Linked DNA regions of Cyprinus carpio: region 1 is linked to region 2. Evidence: chromatin contacts called from public Hi-C data. All regions are on one chromosome and are shown on one strand. The core of a region is the stretch at or near the end of the contact, and the rest is flanking DNA. Distances in the headings are between cores, read along the strand shown.

Evidence for each region. A called contact is a pair of places that touch in the nucleus more often than the background predicts.
Region 1: a contact with region 2 is called in a Hi-C map of skeletal muscle, with 9 times the contacts expected there. The contact joins the promoter of LOC109100062 here to the enhancer-like site in region 2. A contact is called at or near these places in 5 of 8 Hi-C or Micro-C datasets (liver, red blood cells and skeletal muscle).

The regions. Positions count from the first base shown.
Region 1 is chrB7:7,859,394-7,863,532 of ASM1834038v1, forward strand. LOC109100062 (lysine-specific demethylase 6B-like) reads right to left here and starts at 2,385. Exons shown (of 25, transcript XM_042726999.1): 1 at 1,913-2,385.
Region 2 is chrB7:7,791,603-7,795,665 of ASM1834038v1, forward strand. It overlaps LOC109100062 (lysine-specific demethylase 6B-like), which reads right to left. Exons shown (of 25, transcript XM_042726999.1): 5 at 2,419-2,517; 6 at 901-993; 7 at 201-324; 8 at 1-79. The coding sequence starts at 319. Among protein-coding and RNA genes, the nearest start is that of tmem88b, 18 kb to the left of the region's middle. Within about 2 kb of position 1,264, at least 2 of the 8 cell types and tissues checked have an H3K27ac peak or open chromatin away from gene starts, as enhancers often do.

The DNA.
Region 1 (4,139 bases), core at 1,135-3,634, 69 kb after region 2:
GCGACATGCTAGTCACTCGCTAATCATGCTAGAAACATGCTAGCAACATGCTAGTAACTTGCTAATCATAAGTGAATGCTAGTCACTTGCTATCATGCTAGAAACATGCCGCAACATGCTAGTAACTTTAATCATGCTAGTGCCATGCTAGTCACTTGCTAATCATGTTAGAAACATGCTAGCGACATGCTAGTCACTCGCTAATCATGGTAAAAACATGCTAGTCACTTGCTAATCATGCTAGAAACATGCAACGAACATGCTAGGAGCTAAAAAAACATGCTAGCGACATGCTAGTAACTTGCTAATCACAGTCTAGCACTTGCTAAATGCTAGAAAGCCTAGTCACTAGCTAATCAAAAAAACATGTCACTTGATGCTAAAAAACTGCTTCGACATGCTAGTCACCTGCTAATCATGCTAGAAAAATCGAGCGACCTAGTCACTCGCTAATCGCTAAATACATGCAACTTCACTTGCCACATGCTAGTGCATGCTAGTCACTTGCAAACATGCATAGCGACATGCTAGTCACTCGCTAATCATGCTAGAAACATGTTAGTAACTTTGCTAATAATGCTAATGACATGCTAGTCACTTGCTTTATTAAACTTCTTAAAATTTTCAAACTTTTCAAACTTCAACTTTTGAAACTTCAAACTTTTCAAACTTTTCAAACTTTCTGTTCAGGCTTTTCAAGCCAACTTAAAGTTTGTCTTGACGAACTTTTTTATCTAGCCTATAGCACCAGTTATTTAGACTGTGTACTGACACCTATAGACCTGGATGCATGATGTTTATTTAGTTGGTTGTTTTTTTTTTCAGTGCTAATACATTTTCACACATTTCTTACAACAGTGTAGCAGGAAGTGTGACCTTTGTGTGTCTGAAAGTGCGATATGTAGTATTCATAAACATTTCTATAAACTGTGCTGGTAATGTAGCGTCACCAGGTGAAGACCCACTCCATGTAGAATAAATATCTTTTTTCTGTTAAACTAATATGAGTGGATATGAGCATACAACATTTTAAACATATTTCTCAAAAGCACTTTTTACACAGTGCAAAACTTTAAATAGTACAAAGACTGAGTACACCTTTAACTGAAGACTAAGCGCCGCCGTGACCCTTCTTTCCTTCCCAAAAGCGCTGAGAATCTAGAAGGCTCTGCGGGGGGCGCTTTAAGTGGAGCTGCAGCGCCCCCCTGCGCTCACATGCAGGAAACACAGGAGGAAAAAAGGGGGCGGCGACATACAGTCAGCAGAAGAGAGGAAGAGAAAAAACATGTCACAGAAAAAATTCAAATGCTCTTCCTGGAAAATATCCGATCCCGCCACAACTTCGCCACATGACATTTCCGAAAGAAAGTGCGACACCCTCGCGCGCCCGCAGCCAGGCCCCAATCTCATTCAGCGATTCTCTGACATTTAATTATTTAACTATGTGAAACCCTCACTTACGTTACAGCGCGGGTTGATTTACACAACTGCGAGATTTGCATTGCATAGTTTATATATATATATATATTAAAAAAAATTATAATAAAAAAAGCACATCTATGTACTGTGCTATATTCCCCATAGTATGATTGCACAATATTAAACTCCCACGGTCTCCCCGGTTCACGGTAACTATGATCTCACCCGTGTTACTGGTAAAGGCTGCAACTTTATCCACCACTCATATAGAAACCCACACTCACTTTCTGTTTGCAACCGACACAAAATGACTGAATTTCATCAAACCGCAAGGAAATTAAATGCGTGTATGTATCACGCTTCCGATATTAATAATTAACCCAGAGCGGACACGTTTCATTGCATTGCACACCTAGTGACACACTGGCAACGCAAACGGCTGTTAGTACACAACAGGCGTGGTGCATAAAGTCCAGAAAGTGTCTGTCTTTACCTGCTAATGCGCGGAGGGTCAAACTGGGAGGTGGCTTCTTCTCCTCGCATGTCCTCATGGTAAAAATGCGAGCTAAATAAGCAACTGCGTAGTTTCTCTTTCCTCGCGCGGTGAATGAACGTCGCAGCGCGCGATCCTCCAGCACCTTCATCATGTCACACATGACGAGCACATTTGAATCGCACGCTGTAAAATGTCGGCGCAGCTGCGTTATGAAGCCATTGTAAGAGGAGATGATGTGACACAAACATCAGCGCGCAAAATTGTTCCAGAGTCTTCTCCCCCAAAAAAATGCACGCGCGCATCTCCCGACTTCTCTGTGGTCTGCAAATATGATGATGCGGTCTCGGCCAGGCGAGGATGTGGTGCCACGGCGCGAGCCCCTCGTGTCCACTCACGAGTTTGATGTGAGCAGGAGATGCGCAGTTTTTAATCCGCTGCGAACGCAGGCACTCCCCCTTCTCTCTCTCTCTCTCCGCTCTCCCGTATGTTTCCCCCTTCTCTTCTGCTTTCTCCTCCCTCGAAGTCATTTCCCCCCTCGTGCAGGTTTATTTTCGGTGAACGAGTCTCTCTTGGACCCGCCTCCGTTTCTCCCGGACGCTCAGGACTCCTCCAAATTCCACTATCACTCCCTCCATCCGAGCAGAGAGCGGGGTGTCCCTTCAGGGCCAGCAGGGTGCTGCTTTGGGGATAATGTGGGGCTGCTAGTGTTGATGGGGATGGATTGATTTTGTGTCTCTTCTAGTGAATTAACCCTTCTGTTGTTTTAAGATCATTTATGAGATTTGTTCCGTGAACACAGACTGCAAGAAACGCTTTTACACTGGAAACAGGCCCTGGGACATTGCCAAGAGTGTCTAAAAATATTATATATAAAACTTTTATATATGCTTTTTACATAAATTGTAATAAATGGTGGATAAATGTTTTTATAAAATAATTACATTATGGTCACGTGGGTTCAGTTTGAACTATATCGGGTGAACCTGACATATCTTGAAATAGATAAATAGAAACATTGATCAAATTTGAATCAAACTATGTCTACTCCTTCCATTCTTTATAAGAGTTTAACCTGAGGCTGTTTTATATCAGAAAACACTACAGCACTTTTTACATACCTGTCGTGCAACTAATTGAATGAATGGATATGCTGCCGGTGTGCAAAAATAGGGGTCAATATTGACTGCTTCTACAAAATGTGTAATTTATTCGTGAAATACGAAGCTGGTCAAATTCATTATAAAATACATTAGATATAAAATACCAAAATTAAAAAGGGACATTCTGTGCATTTATTAGAAGTGTTACAATTTATATAAAATCATTATTATTAAAGCATTATTTATAAATTTGTTTGTGCATGATACGGTTTGGGACTAGATTTTCTCCCTTTTTCTCATTATGGGTGTCTTTAATCCCTTTGAAAATAATAATAATAATGATAATACACCAAATAAAAAGTTTGGGACATGATTTTTTTCTTTGGGAGCAAAAACTTCAATAAGGGTTTCTTTAAACCAATTACACTGCAGTCAAGGATTAATTCATTTTAATGTTAATATTTTTGATTGAAAGTTTTGTGGGTCAAATCTAATTCCAAGGTCACAGGTGTGCAGTGTTTCTTGATTAGGTGTGCAGTTGAGGGCCGTGTGTATGAGTGTGTGTGTGTGTGTGTGTGTGTATTCGTCCTGGAATGTCTGGTCGGTGCTTCACTGCCATAATTGAATACACAGATGGAGGACGTTTGATGCAATACTATACAGAGAAGAGCTAACTCAATTATGTCGGTTTAAATGTAGCGAGACTGGGGACTGGTGTCCCCGAGGGACCCAAATCACTCAAGACGCAAATCAGATTGTCCACTTGTCCTCAGCTGGCACTTCCAGATCATTATTAAGTTCTCATCTGGTGTGAGAGGAGGGTTCAGACAGAAATCTGGACAGCTCGGCCCATCCAGGTTTTACATTCACCTCTCCACAAGCTGCCCGGAGCAACACGTGTCAGATTCATGTGAGGAAATGCGGGTTACTTCTTGAGAACGACCCCTCTCACAGACTCAATGGGTCTGAGGTGGGAACATGGGGGTGATGAATTAACCCTGGGGACTTCATCCTCCATTCTGCGACTCAAAAGATGTCTTTCTCTCCCTTCTTCTTTTTAACTTGCATTTTTTTAAGAAAAAAATCTGAAGTGCTCTGAACGATTACAATGGCGCCTTGGAGGC
Region 2 (4,063 bases), core at 14-2,513:
ACTAGGATGATTTAGCCCAGTCATGTGACTAGGTGGCATATGGGGGAGGAACTGGTGCTGATTGACACCTGGTAAGCACCTATCGAGAGATAAGAAAACAAGGTTGTTTTTTGATCATTCCTTCTCATAGGTCAGTTAGCATAACTTTATCAGTGAGGTCACTAAAAGCATGATTCGGCCCTGATCATGAGGTATATTACCTGGAGGGAGGTGACCAGGCGTGGCTGCCCACAGGAGCCCATGGTCCCCGGTTGAGTCCGTCCAGAGGAAAAGGGTCCCGTGTGCTGCACCCGGTGAACTGTTCTGCTGTGTGATGCATCCAGCCTAGACAAGAAACAAAGACAATTTAGTTTTCTACATGTCTTTATTATCTTAGCATATACATCTATCACTGCCGGGAAAAACACGTAAATTCTGGCATTCTTTCCAACATGTAGCAAAGTGGTTGTGACACTGTACTACTTAACTACTAAACCATTATCCTTGCTTCAATATATTGGCTTAAATCAGATGGCAGAGCAGACACTTTTCATTAATTAGATACACTTAAATGTATGAGTGTTACTTGAGTATTATGAACTTTTAGTTTTAATATTTTAAATTACCTATTATTTTTATATTTTCATTTAAATTTTAGTTGAAGTTTTAGTCATTTTGTTGTGCTTTTATTAATTGTGCTTTAATTTTTATTTCAGTTTTTCAATTTTTTTCATCTAAAATTTACATTTAATATGACTTCAGCTTCATTAACGAAAAATTTTTCAATAGTTTTAGTCAACCATAACACCGAAGTGTACAAATTGATTTCATATGCGCTAACAAGCACCAAATATTCTTACGGATATAAATTATTGTTCAGTGCTACACTCTACCAAGTGAACAGAGCACATGGTTACTCACCACACTAGCTGTGAGTGTGAAGCCCTCCACTGCAAAACAGAGAGGGCCACTCACCAACAAGAAGGAGAAGCTGTTTACTGCTACTCCGGCCAACTGGAGAGAGAAAGAAAAGAGATGGGACATAAGGGGGTGAGGCACAAATAACTGCCAAATCCATTAAACACAGGGGGAAAACACATCCTTTGTAGTCTGTATGAGTTTTTGGCCTGAAGGCAGCTAATAACAAAGGAACCCTCCAGAACTTCAGTGCCACTCTTTGCCTCTAGGGGGCAGTGCTCTTCTGTTTTCTAATGGGAGGAAAGGGTGCACAGATGGGCTTGTGGGAGTTCACCTGTAGGGTGAGTACACTGAGGTCATTATAACCCTTCCTAGGGCCTCTTGGCAAAGGGTGAGCGTGATCAGAGGGAGGGACGACCAGAGCAAAGCCCTGGAGTCAAGCCAGCGGTGTCTGTGTGCATGTGTACATAAAGGAGTGTGTGTACTTGTGTTGTGTTGCTCGAGTTTGATTATTTGCATGTGTATGAGTGTGTGTCTATGACAAGAGAGACACTGGGGTTAATCTCATTAGGCCAGGCGTGATGGAGAGAGGAAAGGATGGAAAGAAAGAGAGCAAGGGGAGGAGGGAGGAAAGGAACAGCAGAAGGCTTGAACAGGATGGATGGACAGATTAGGGAAAAAAGATGGGTCTAAAATTAAAGTGTTCTTTAGGGAGACACCAAAGTGAGAAGACTGGCTGTGCTCCCGTGAAACACCCACGCATGCAAACACACTGAGCTTCCCACGCATTCTGAACACACATGGCACACACTGGATGCACAAATATTGGCAAGCATGCGCACACACACTCGATTGAAATCGCTTGGCACACACGCATATATACCCATACGGCAAAGGACGCCTATTGCACACTAATTATGGACTTGGCAAAAGCATTTCAAGTGTGACAAACACAGGCTTTCTCTGTCTATAGCACAAAATAAACCCCCCCACACACTTATTACACAATAAAACAGGCCACAGATGCAAAACCTGTCATCCATAAAATGCTGTATAACCAGATGGGTTAGTCCTGAGCTACAAACTCAACATGCAGTGTAACACTTACTGATGAAATTCACAACCCTTTAATACTTTAATACAGTCTTTAAGCTGCAATTTTGGTGAAGAGGCATAGATTAGTCTGAAGATAAATAAGTATGTGGCAATATTCAGAGACTGTTTGGATACAGTGTGTGTGAGCTATTCATTGCTCTGCAGGTTTAGTCAGTGCGTATGTGTGTGTGTTTTGATCCTACAGTGCACACAAGCCCACCCAGTCCTCTCTGGCTCATGGTGTCGCACTATTAAAAGGCTTCTGTGATATTTCAGGAACTCTGAATTTAGCTGCTAGTGGGGACTGAATTAATCATGACCCTGCAGCACACTGCATTCTTAGAACAGTTTCTGCACATTCTCACACACACACACACACACACACACACACACACACACACACACACACACACACACACACTTTACCTGTCAAATAAGCATCTAGCACCACTTCTCAAACGTCAGAAGAATTAGGGTTTAGCACCAACTATCGATCATCTCGGCTGACTCGGTGGTCGTAGATTGCTGTAGAGAGAGATAAAGAGGTAATCATCAGTGCACAGAGTTTGACTTTTATTTGTGTTCCTGATCTTTTACATTGGCTTCATTCCCTCCAATCAGCACAAGTGCAGTAAAAACAGCCAGGCTTTGCAGTAACCTATTACAGACAGTGTGTCAAAAATGACCCCAGAGAAGAGAAAAAGTTGATAAATTGTGATTTGGTTTTTTTAAAAAAACCCAAACGAGAATTTTTCCCATATTATTCCATCCTCTATTAGAAAAACAATGAAGAATCTAACTATTTCATATGGCCCAATTGCACTCAAATAAATAAATACATGCATGCATAAATATATCACTTTATTCAATAATAACTATGAAGTCTCAGGTTAAAAAAAAAAAAGAAACTAAAGGAAATCTGTCTTTAACATTGGGAGCTCTTGGGCGGTGAGCAGGACAACAGTGAGAGGAAATCCACGATACCGTCTCACACACAATGGTGAGAGTTATTGTGGGGAGGTGTCTGAACAAACACAGGCCTGGCTCTAAGACCTATCGGTGTGGAAAGCCAACTATCACTTGTGAAAACTGTGGCTCGGGAAAAACATCCCATGAAAAATAACAGGTGGAACTGATAGGCTTATAGAAAGTGTTTTCAATGGTTGCATGTTTTAGCATAAGAGAAAATGTTTGTAAAGAGGCACATTCACAGTGCAAACCAAGGGTCTTCAGCAGGGAGTCTGCCAAATATTGTGTGATCTTAACTAGTTAGTGGACCAAAAAAAAATAAAAAATTGGCTAAAGCTTTATGCTAAAACAAAATTTTTTTGCAATGTTCAACTGGGGGTCATTTGTCCCCCATAAAAGTTTGAAGACTGCCGAGGTAGACAGTTGTGGGAAAACACACATAAACTCAAACTGAAACTTCTCCATACTACATTTCCACATTTCACACAGAACGACGACAGATACTGCAACAGCTTTGCTTTTTACGAGAACATGTTTTTAATTTCAAGAAATACAGATTTCTAGTACTGTGGAAACAATACGGCACCCCGAAACAGATTCTTATTATTGTAAGAGAGATCAATCGAAACACGCATACATGGAAGTCTGATAACAGCTAGCTGTTTGCTGTGTAACTGGGGAACTCCCATGACTCAACCATGGAAAGGGCTTACCCCACAAAGCCGACTCTGCCCTCTTCTGTCGCGCACTCTTTACGGTCAGGTGATCGGGGACGATCCACCTCAGTCACAGCATAGGGAATTTCTGAAAGTGTGCCGTCATCGATATCCGTCACAGTGCGTTGTTTTGGATGCAAAACATATGAACTGTAAATTTACAGTGGGGTTTTTTAATATTTCACCAAACCGGGGAATCCAAAACTCACCGATGTCGATTAGACAGGAGAAAACAGGAGGCTGGCGGTGCTATTCATTATAAGAGTGAATGAGGTTGTGTGGTTATTGGTTTATTGAAAGGTGTCGCACCTCTTTTCGCTTTCATGCTTTAGCCAACTTTTTTCTAGAAATGTCATGTGTATTTACTCATACCTCAAAAACTCTTC